Linked DNA regions of Sus scrofa: region 1 is linked to region 2. The links are chromatin contacts, called in public targeted proximity ligation maps. All regions are on one chromosome and are shown on one strand. The core of a region is the stretch at or near the end of the contact, and the rest is flanking DNA. Distances in the headings are between cores, read along the strand shown. Region 1 holds the start of KCNJ4 (inward rectifier potassium channel 4). Region 2 holds the start of SUN2 (SUN domain-containing protein 2).

Region 1 (5,248 bases), core at 1,413-3,912, 250 kb before region 2:
TGCGAATCACTCAGCAACCCAAAGAAGTCAGTGCCGTCATCCCCACTTCCCAGGTGAAGAAACCGAGGCCCAGAGAGGTCCGGCCAGCTGCCCAAGGTCACCCAGGAGAAATTCAAGGCCAGCCCTGTCTAGTCCCAGTCACTCCAATACTTGCAGGAGAGAGGAGCTTCCCTTTCCAGGGTACACCCAAAGGTTCCTGAGGAAGAGGTCCCCAGCCCCAGGTCCCCCTCCTCGGATGCCGGACACTGCCCTTCTTGGTCAGTCCTCTAGTTCAGGCCACGTTCCCCCTCCCCGTTAGCTATGCCTCTTCCCAGAGGTAAAATGAGTCTTTACTTCCATTTGCTCTGCACTTTCCCAGCCTGTAGACAGCCCTCGGCTCCCTCGAGCCCAGCCCCCCCTCCCTTGGAGGTCAGTGGGACAGGGGACTGACTGCTGTCCTCATTCCACAGATGTGGAAGTTGAGGGCCAGGGAGGAGAGCGGCTTGCCCGTGGTGCTGGCCCCTCTGCCAGCTGAGCAGACTTCTAGGAGCCCAAATGGGGGCTACCCAAGGCCCACTGCCCAGTGGGGAAAACCCCAGGAAGAGCCCATCCCCCAGGAGAGAACCAAGTAGAATGTTCTAGGTTCAGCCCTCCAGACTCCGATTTGGCTATAGGTCAGCTCAACAGCCAACCGCCTTTGCTCCTGCCACACCGCACGGCAGCCCTGAGCCCAGTGCCCCCTTCCACATGTTGTCCCCTCATCCCAGGCCACGCCAGGACCACAGTTTGGCTCTCAGGCCCCCAAAGTCCTGCCAACAGCTCTCAAAAGTCCCAAAGCCATGGAGGTCACAAGACTGGATGTGGGGGAGAAACAGAATAGACATTCTACACACACACACACACACACACGCACACGCACACGCACACACACACAGGTCTGGCTCCTCTCTGGACCTTGCATGTGTGGCCCTTAGGCCTCCCTCCCTCAGCTCTCTGTTCCCTCAACCTGCTTCTTGGCATCCTCCTGCTCCGGAGGCCCCCGCCTGCTAACTATGCCAGGCAGCCCTCCACCTGTCTCTCGCCCACCCCCACCACCCCCCTGCACCCTCTCCCCATCTTAGAGCCTGGGCTCTGGAAACACAAGTGCCATGTAGATGCTGGTCAGGGGACACTGGGCACGGTTGCAGGGAAGTTTCCCTACTCCATCCAGACCTCTCTTTCCTGGTGCTCTCCGTCTAGGGAGGGAAGGCACTCTGGCCTCCCTCTGTGGCCTGTCGCCACCGCTGGGAAGCCTGAACTGCTTCATCCATCCCTGTCCACCCTCTCTAGGGTCTCAGGGCCCAAAGCAGGTGCTCAAAACGAGAGAAGAGGGATTTTGTTCTGTCAGGGCCATTTTGCAAACAGGCTGCAGTTGGGGAGGTGGATAGGAGACCCCCCCCCCCCTTTGCCACAAGTCATCTGCTTTGAAACTCCTCCAACCCAGTGTGACAACTGGGGGTGGGTGGAGGCAGGGAAAGGTCACGGCCGGGGCAAGAGGTCCAGGCCCTTTGCACTCACCTCTACCCCCCCTCCTGGCAGAAACCCAGACCTTGACGCTCCTGAGACGACGACGGACAGAGGACAGAGCTCCTCGGCTCCGGGGAAGTCGCCTGATCGCGCTGAACGCGCGCCCGGCGGCCGAAGCCCGGGTCAGGGGATAAGGTGCCGAGCGGGCGGGGCCCGAGCCGCCAGGCCCCGGGACACACACACATACACACGCACGCGGCGGGACAGACGGACGGACAGCGCCAGCGGCGAGCGCCGGCCGGGCTTACCGCGGGGCGCAGGGTCCGACGAGTCTCCGGGAGGCGGCGAGAGGCCGCTACATCCCACGGCGCAGTCGGGCGGGCAGCGTCCCGGGCCGGGAGCGGGGAGTCCCGGCGCCCCTTCCCCGCGAACTCGGCGGCCGGCCCCGCCCCCCTCCCCCGCTGCCTGTGGGTCTGTCCGTCGGTCCCCCGGTGTCCCGGCCTCCGGGCCGTCCCGCGCCGCTCCCCGCCGGCCGCCCAACTTTCAGCGCTGCCCCGCGCCGCGCCCTCGGCGCCGCCTCAGCTTCAGCATCGTCGGGCCCCGGGCCGGGGCTCAGAGCGCGGGGGTCCGGGGACCCATGGCGCTGGAGCCCCCCGCCCCCGCCGCCTTCTCTCCGCCGCCCCCACGGTTCTCTCGCTGTCCCTCGGCGCTGTCCCCCGCCCTGCGCTCCGCTCCCTGGCCCGCTGCGCTCGCCTCCGGCCCCGAGACCCCCGAAGCCGGCCGGCCCGGGCTCTGCCGCCCCCGCCCCCGCCGGCCCCCTCGGCTCTCGGTCTCTCGCAGTCTCTCCTGCCCGCCTGGGTCTCTCCGACTCTCCCCGCGGGCCCCTGTCTTCGTCTCCGTCGCCCTCCCGGTCTGTCCGCTGCCTTCCTCTGCCTCTGCCCTCTCTCCCCTGAGCGTCTCTGTCTCGCTCCGGGTCCCTGCCTCTGCCTCTCTCTCTCTCTGCCTCCCACTCTCGGTGCGGCCCCCGCGGTCTCGGACCCAGGCCCCCGCCTCTGCCGCGTCCCCGGCTCGCCCGGGAGCCCGAGCTCCCGCCGCCCGCGGCGCGCCGAGAACTCCCAACTCGCGGCACGCCGCCCCGCTTTGCGAGACTTTCGCCCCTCCTCACACGTGACCCGCGCCCCGCTGCGGAGGCCGCGCCCCCCCACCCCAGCCCCGGAGCCCCGGGCGGCCCGGGGGACCCGGCCCCGGCCCGTCCCCTCAGCCTAGCCCGGCATCACACCCCCTCCCACCCGCGGGCAGCGCCGGGCCGGGCAGGGGCTGGGGGCCGCGGGGGCCGCTCCTGTCCCAGATCCTGCCCGGGTTTTCCTCCTCCCTCCAGGAGCACTCCGCCCAGAACCCGCTCCGAGAATCCGCTCCCAGGTTTTCTCGCCCCCCAGGGGCAGGTGGAGAGGGTTCCTCCGCGCCGGGAAGGGAGTGGGTGGGATAGGGTCGGTACCCGGTTCCTCGGCTGCGGGCCACTCCCCTCGGCGGTTCCCTTCCCCTCCTGCAGGACTGGCCATTAAGGACCCTACGCACCCCGCCCCCGGGAGCCGGAGGTGTAACCCTCCTGGAGGGACCCTCACCATCCGCTGGGCAGCACCGCCCCGTTTGACAGACTGGGAAACTGGGTATCAGAAAGGGTCATAAGTTTGCCCAAGGTCACCCAGAGGTGGCAGAGCCGGGCCAAACCACAGTTTTTCCTTCTCTGCGTCCCCATCACCCCAAAATGTCTTTATAGGGAGGATCTCGCCCGTTTCCTTCTCATCTTGGGGGCGCACCGGTCTGGACCCCACACCAGTCTGGACTGTGGGGAGAAAGCCCCAGCTCCTCACAGCCCCTGGCGAGCCAGCCACTCCCGTGGCCATTCCTGCCACCTCACTCTGAGGATGCAGGAGGTTAGAGGATGTAGGGTGCGAGGATGAACGAATACCTGCAGTTAGATAGCCAGAAGGACTTCCCTGGGAGCCTGGCCATCTCTGACTGGCCCCAGTTAAGTGAGGGAGATTGGGGCACTCCAAGCCGGACCGAGAATTTACTGAACATAAAATCTCCAGCTCATCCTTCAAGCTGACCCTCTGAAGTTGCCGCAGGCACAGGAACCACCACACTTGAACCATCATGACTGTTCCCAATCCCCACAGTCCCTCCCCTCCTAAAAGGATTGCGTCCCAACTCCTCAGTGTGATGTACAGTCAGGTCCCACCTTATCTCACACCCCATATACCCACACATACACCACGATGCCTACAGATTCCCGAACACACCAGATGCTTCCACACCTCTCTGCCTTTGCACATGCTATTCTTCCTGCCTTAAATGCCCTTCCTGCTTCTCTGCTCTAAGAATTCCTGCTGTTTCCCAAGTCCAGCCTCCACGCCACCTCCCCTAGGAAGGCCTCCTGCTGCCCTTAGCAGAAGTCATCCATCACCTCCTCATTCATTCATCCAGCACCGGCCACAAGTTTAGTTCTTTTTTTTTTTTTTTTTTTTTTTTTTTGTCTTTTTGCTATTTCTTTGGGCCGCTCCCACGGCATATGGGGGTTCCCAGGCTAGGGGTCTAATCGGAGCTGTAGCCACAGCAACAGCCAGAGCCACAGCAACGCAGGATCCGAGCTGCATCTGCAACCTACACCACAGCTCACGGCAACGCCGGATCAATAACCCACTGAGCAAGGGCAGGGACCGAACCCGCAACCTCATGGTTCCTAGTCGGATTCGTTAACCACTGCGCCACGACGGGAACTCCACAAGTTTAGTTCTTGTTAGGTGGGCTTGGGAGTCAGGCCAACCTCAGCTACAGCACTTAGGAGCTGCATGACCTTGAGCAGATATTTTATTGAACCTGTTTATAATATTAAGACCCTGGAGTTCCCTTGTGGTGCAACGCGTTAAAGATCCAGCGTTGTCGCTGCAGCAGCTCAGGTCACTACTGTGGCATGGGTTCAGTCCCTGGCCTGGCAACTTCCACATGCCACAGGCATGGTAAAATAAATAAAATAAAATAAAACCAGGACCCTCACAGTCCCTCCCCTCACAGGAGGTCGATGCACAAGAAATGCACAGTTCATAGCAGGTGCTCAGTAAACGTGACTATCCCTTCTCAGTCCTCCCCTCGACACTGCAGAGCTTCAAGGCGCATGCCCCATTCCCTGCCCAGCTTCCTCATTACCCTGCTGTGCCCTCGTGGGCGGGCAACCAGGACTGATGTTCCCTGGGAGGAGTCTTTGGTGTGTGAATGGCCGGGAGAACTTAACAGTCTGAAGGCGGGGTCAGCTGTGGTGTATGCCTCTTGCTTATCACACCTTTCCCTGAATTGGAAGTGGGCGGATGCAGGTGAGGCAAATGTCCTGTGGTCTCTTCCCCTGGCCAGAGACCTGGCCCGGTGGCTGCCCTGAGGGTGTGGGGGGTGCAGAGGAAGGAGAAAGGGCAGGAAGAAGGGAGAGATGGATACAGGGGTGTCTTTAGACCCAGAGCATCTGTTTCTGTGGGATCAAACCCAATGCCTGGTCACTGGGTACCAGTTTCAGGAAAGAGCGGCTGGGGGGGGGCGGGCTCAGGGGCAGTGACTTGGGGGGGCAGCTGTGACACCACAGGGGTTGAGAGGAAACATCGAAACATCCAATAATGATCACCTTGCTGGGCCTGGCGGCCTCTGTGGCTCATCTCCTATAAGGAGAGTCCTGTGGCGGCTGAGAGCAGACTGGGAGAAAGGGAGGAGAGGCAGA
Region 2 (5,280 bases), core at 2,607-5,106:
CCCCACTTCCTGTTCTCTGAACCAGAGAAGCCACGCTGGGCCCTGGCATCCTCACAGGCGGGAGTGTCCCCCTTGATGAGACACGGGCATCTGATCCTCTGCCCACAGGGGTCACAACCAGAAGAGGCTGCGTGGTAAACCGCCCAAGCTGTCCGCTCTGAGGGTCAGTGTGATCCACGGAGAAGGGGTGGCCATGCCCTACCTGAGAGGGCTGTCTTTAAACAGGGTGCTCTGACTCCCCATCACCGAGCTCCCTCCACTGCTGCTGCTGCCGCCGTCGTCATCACCCTGGGAGAAGCGCGTCAGGCGCTGGCTTCGTCGAGACATGATGAGGTGGAAGGGTGTCCCTTCCCCTGAAGAGAGTCTGGGGAGAGAAAGGAGGCCCCGGGAGGCTTGGGGCTGTTCTCAGCCCCTCCCAAGGGGAGGAGACAAGACACTGCCTCCCAGGGAACAGATCAGCCCTGCGCATTCAACCAGACTGCAGGGGATGCGGCCAAGGTGGGGCATTTATTAAACATCCCAGCCCCACCCGCCCTGCTGCTGTCCACACTCAGCCTCAGGCTCACTTAGTGGCCTGGCAGCCTCTTTCATGGCACTTCCCGTAGCATTTCCCTTTTTTTTTTTTTTTTTTTTAAAGGGCCGCACCTGCATATATAGAAGTTTCCAAGCTATGAGGTGAATCAGTGCTGCAGCTTCCGGCCTACGTATGCCACAGTCACAAAAACACGCGATCCGAGGCTGTGTCTGCAGCCTATGCCACAGCTTGCAGCAATGCTGGATCCTTAACCCACTGAGTTAAGTTAACTCGTATCCTCATGGATACTAGTCAGCCACAATGGGAACTCCTCCACAGGATTTTCTAATTTTCAGTTAACTGGGTGCCGAGCTCTGTGGGAGCCAGAATTCAGAATTCTGCAACCTCTGACATGAGGCAGAGCCTGTGGCACCTGATAGGCAGGCCACAGGTGCTAAATGCATGTCTTTCGTCAGTGCTGCCCTGCACAGGCGCTCCAGTCCAGCCACCCCACCACACTGCCCTCTCCCTAGAGCTGTGCCTGTTTTTTGGTTTTTTTTTTTTTTTCCTAGCCGTTTCCCTTAGATGGGACTCACGTTCCTTTCCTGGCAGCTGTATTTACTGATTCAGGGCCCCAATCAAACTGACTCCAGAGCTTTCTTCTGTATGCGTATCCTATTAGCCATCATTGGGCTGTAACATCAGTGCCTCCTGCGATGACAGTGAGCATGGTGTTAAATGCCTCCCAGGTGCTGGCTGTGCACACATTCCTTGCTGATCCTCAGGATCCAGGGAGGAACCTGGGGCACGGAGACGACCAGTAACCTGCCCACACCCTTCCAGCCGGTAAGCGACAGAGCTGGGGTTTGAGCTCAGATCTGACAAGTCGCAGGGTCTGGGTTTTTCCACTCCACCAGAAAGCTTCCGAGTTGTTTCAGGAACGTGCTATTGTGCCCCAGCTAGAGTCTTTTGTAGCCTCCAGTATGTTCAGTACAGACTGTGGATAGACTGTCTACAGAGCTGTTGCATGACAATTATTTGCTAACGGAACAGACAGGTGGCGCTACAGTAGGGGATTACCCTCACTCCCTACCAGCCGCACCTGAGGGGGAAACCAAGGCTCTGGAATTACTAAGAACTCAGAGGAGGCCAAAGTGAAAGGACCTGGCAAAAGGCAGCATTCTACAACACAAGGCGGGTTAACAAACCCTTCAGCTCTAGAAACCCACATTCAAAACCTCAGATCACCAACGGGATGGATCTGAACGTGCTGCCTTTGCCAGCCCTTCTTACAAAGTCACTGTAATACTTTGGCACATTTAAGAGTCCCTAGTCCTTGTAACTGGTTATCGCTTCTAATATTCCTGGTTGATACTTAAAGTACTAGTCCCCAGGGTTGTTACAGTGGCCACTCTAACACATCCCAACTCAAGACTATGGAAACCAGCCGATCTGGTTAGTCCAGCTGGAGAACTCTGCCAAGTTCTCTTCTGAAAAACAAGCAGCCTCGTGTCTTGGTCTTATTGGTGACTTCGCAGGTGGGATCCCCAGCTGGCATCTTTCCCTGGTTTTAGCCAATGCTGCTAAAGGGAACAATCCGTAGTTGCCAGAGCAGGAAGCTGGCTGGGTCCCTCTCTATCCTCCGTTCCTTATAAGGTAATTTCACCCCCACTACTGCCCTCCCCAACTGAAAGCTCCAGATACCCACACAAGCTCCTCTTCTTAACCCTGCCCTGCAGAAATTGACCAAGGTTTCACCCTGGGACAGAAACAAGCAATGTGTTTAAAGCGCGCGCGTGCGCACACACACACACACACACACACACACACACACACAAAAGATCTCAAGCTGCTGCTGGCAAGAATACAAATAAATATTCAGGCGGAGGTGTGGTGGGCGGGGGAGTTGAAAACCCTCAGCAGACAGGACCCGCCTCCACCCTAGCGAAGGGGCCTTTTTGTCTCCCCCGGAGGGTTCTGCTGTCACAAAACAGTTTACCACCGAGTCTGGGTTTCACAAGAGTGAAAAGGTCAAGGCTCCATCCTCCAAAAGAAAACAAAACAAGAAGTGAGCCTCTAGGAGCTCAATATTTTGCATAACAGAACGGACACCCCCTCCACACATGATCAGTTAAGAAACCCTCACATAAAACATCCCTCTTCACTTCTGAGCTGAACCACATCCTTTTCTCAGCGCCGCCTTTCCTTGGCCCCATCGCAAACTCATACCGCAGTATCCATCCAGTCTTCAGGCTTAACCTAGATCTTGGGCATCCTCCGCGGGACGTTTTCACACTCGTGGGACCTGTAAAACGCTCCAGGTGCTAACTCCCTTCTCCCTTCCTTCCCTACTGGCTGACCCTGCGGAGGTTTGTTTTTCGGGTTTTTTTTAACCAAGCGCGCGCCTGCCCTGCCTCTCTGCTCTAAGTCACACTCCCGCCCCCTTTTTGTTTGGTTTTTTTTTTTTTTTTTTTTTTTTTTTTTAAGAACTAAGCAAAATGGGCCTTCCTCCTATTCCCAGAGTTCTGACAGGCGGCGGCAGAAGCAGAGAACTGCTGGTCCCTGGAAACTGCCTGACTAGCAAGAAAACGCAGGCACTGCCCTGGGCCGGTTTGGGGCAGCCTCCTCCCGGGGAGGTGCCGCCCGGGGGAGTCCCGCCTGGAAGACGTCCGCCCTCCGGACTGACCAGTGGGGCGGCCAGTCTCGGGGGCGGGGGCCGGGCGGCGGAGATGAGTCAGAGCAGCCTTGGCACAGCGCTGGCCCTTCCCGACCGGCCCAGGGGCGTGCGCCGGGCGGGGCTGGAGCCTGGCCCAGCTTGGCCTGGAGAGGAAGAACCAGGCCTGGGCAGCTCGGCACTGGCCGGCGCGGTCCGATGATGACCCCGGGGTCAGGCCGGGCCCGGGCCGCGCGAGGAGGCGGCCGAGGCTGGCCTACCGCCCTCGCCCCGCGCGTCCGCCCGCCAGAGGCCCACGGCCGGCTGTTACCTGCTGCCGCCGCTGCTCGGTGCACAGCCGGGGGCGTCCGAGGCCCGCCGCGCCTCCCGGGCGCGCCCCCTTACTGCGTTGGGATCCGGGGAGCGGCGGTCGGCGCCCGAGCCCGGGGCGCGCGGTGAGGAGCCTCGGGGCGGGACGAGGTGAGCGAACGGACAATGCGGCCCGCGCAGAACCGCGCTGCGCGAGTGGGACCCGGCGGCGCGCGCGTGGCCGAGTGTGTATATGTGCGCCTGTCGGTCAACGCTGACAGTCCGCAGCTCATTGGCCAGGCCCCTCTCGCGTCACCGCCCATTGCCGACGCCCATTGGGCGGTTTGAACACAAAGGCCCCGGCTCGCCCCGCCCGTCGCGTGGGCCCCGCGGGCGGGGCGCGGCCAAACAGGAGTCCGCGCATGGGAGGCGCGGCCCGGGGGCAGCACCTGGCAGCTGGCGATATCCCGCCTGACCGCGCACTTGACTCCGGGTCTGGTGACTCCAAACACCTGAGCCCTCTCCTAACACCGCGTGGTGCGCCTCACCCCACCCAGCTTGCCTCAGGCCGACTTAACAGAGCCCGGGTGCCAGGACCTCAAAGGCATTAAGTGGTTGGGGGCACACCCTTGCTGAAAATGGCTCGAGAAAGGGGGGAGCAGGGGAGATTGACGACCCCTGGCCTAGGGCCCACCTGGAAGGGTAGCGCGTAGCGAGCCCTTAGGGGACCCGCAAACAATTGTTGGAGGCACGTGCGTAATTATTCTTAGATATTTCTACACGTTTTTTGCAGATCAGGAAACAGGTTTATAGGGTTTTTAAATGATTCGTTTAAAGGCACACAGTTGAAAGAGGCAAATTTGAGATTAGAGGATTCTCTCTATATCCAAGCCCATGGGTTTTGTTGGTTTTTTTGTTGTTTATTTTTTTTCCATTTTAGAGTTGATTTGGAAAATCCAGATTTGGGAGGAGGCTCTGCCACTTCTCATTCTGCCCTCAGAGACCCCCAAATTTCACACAGAAGCTTTTCTCCATATTAAGGAAGATTCTTGCCACAGTTGGTGCTGAGAAGGAAAGCTGGCTCCCTTTTCCTCTGCCTTAATCTGCAGGTAGAATAAGCACTTGACAGACCCTGACAGAATCAAGTGCTGCCCAACTCCAAGGGTCCTGTGCGTGGGCTCCCCACTGGCCCACTCTGCTGATGGCAGAAAGTGCCTGGCTAGGGAGGAGTCACTTCCTGGGCAAGCTCCTCTAAGGGACGCTGCGACAGTGCCATTATTTCACTTTTAAAGCACCAAGAGGAAGAGGCTAGAAATGACAAAATCACTGAGCTGTGACAGGAAGGCACTGGGGGTGGGGACTGAGGAAATGTGAAGCCCTTGTGCTAAACTGACTCCAGACAGAAACAACCCCCCCCACTCCGCCAGCCTCCATTGCCCCACCCGGAAAAGAGGGGCCTCCCCTGCACTTACAGCTAATTGTAGCCAACAGTGCTTGCTTCTGGGCTTAGATGTGGCTCTCCCCAAGGGCAAGAGCTGGCTCCCCAGGACCCTTCACAGGGCTTTCCTCATCGGAGTATCTGCTGAACGTGGCATGAGCGAAATAGTTCAAATCAGACTTAGAGTCAGCATCCAGGTAGGGGAGGGGCCTCCTCTTGACACCTTCTCCTCCCCAGGGCACTTAGCTCCCCAGTTCTGTTCTTGCCAATAGCAATAGAGGCTCCATAGCCTGCCACCTCACTCTCTCCAAGGGTCCTGGCAAGGGCCCCTTCCCAGCATGTGCTGGTTTGGAAAGCAAGAGGCCA

Evidence for each region.
Region 1: a contact with region 2 is called in a targeted proximity ligation map of alveolar macrophages. A contact is called at or near these places in 1 of 5 promoter capture datasets (liver) and 1 of 2 datasets of targeted methods (alveolar macrophages).

Annotation. Positions count from the first base shown.
Region 1 is chr5:9,523,813-9,529,060 of Sscrofa11.1, reverse strand. KCNJ4 (inward rectifier potassium channel 4) reads right to left here and starts at 2,662. Exons shown (of 3, transcript XM_021091491.1): 1 at 1,794-2,662.
Region 2 is chr5:9,271,712-9,276,991 of Sscrofa11.1, reverse strand. It overlaps SUN2 (SUN domain-containing protein 2), which reads right to left and starts at 3,856. Exons shown (of 18, transcript XM_013988192.2): 1 at 3,499-3,856; 2 at 203-364. The coding sequence starts at 327.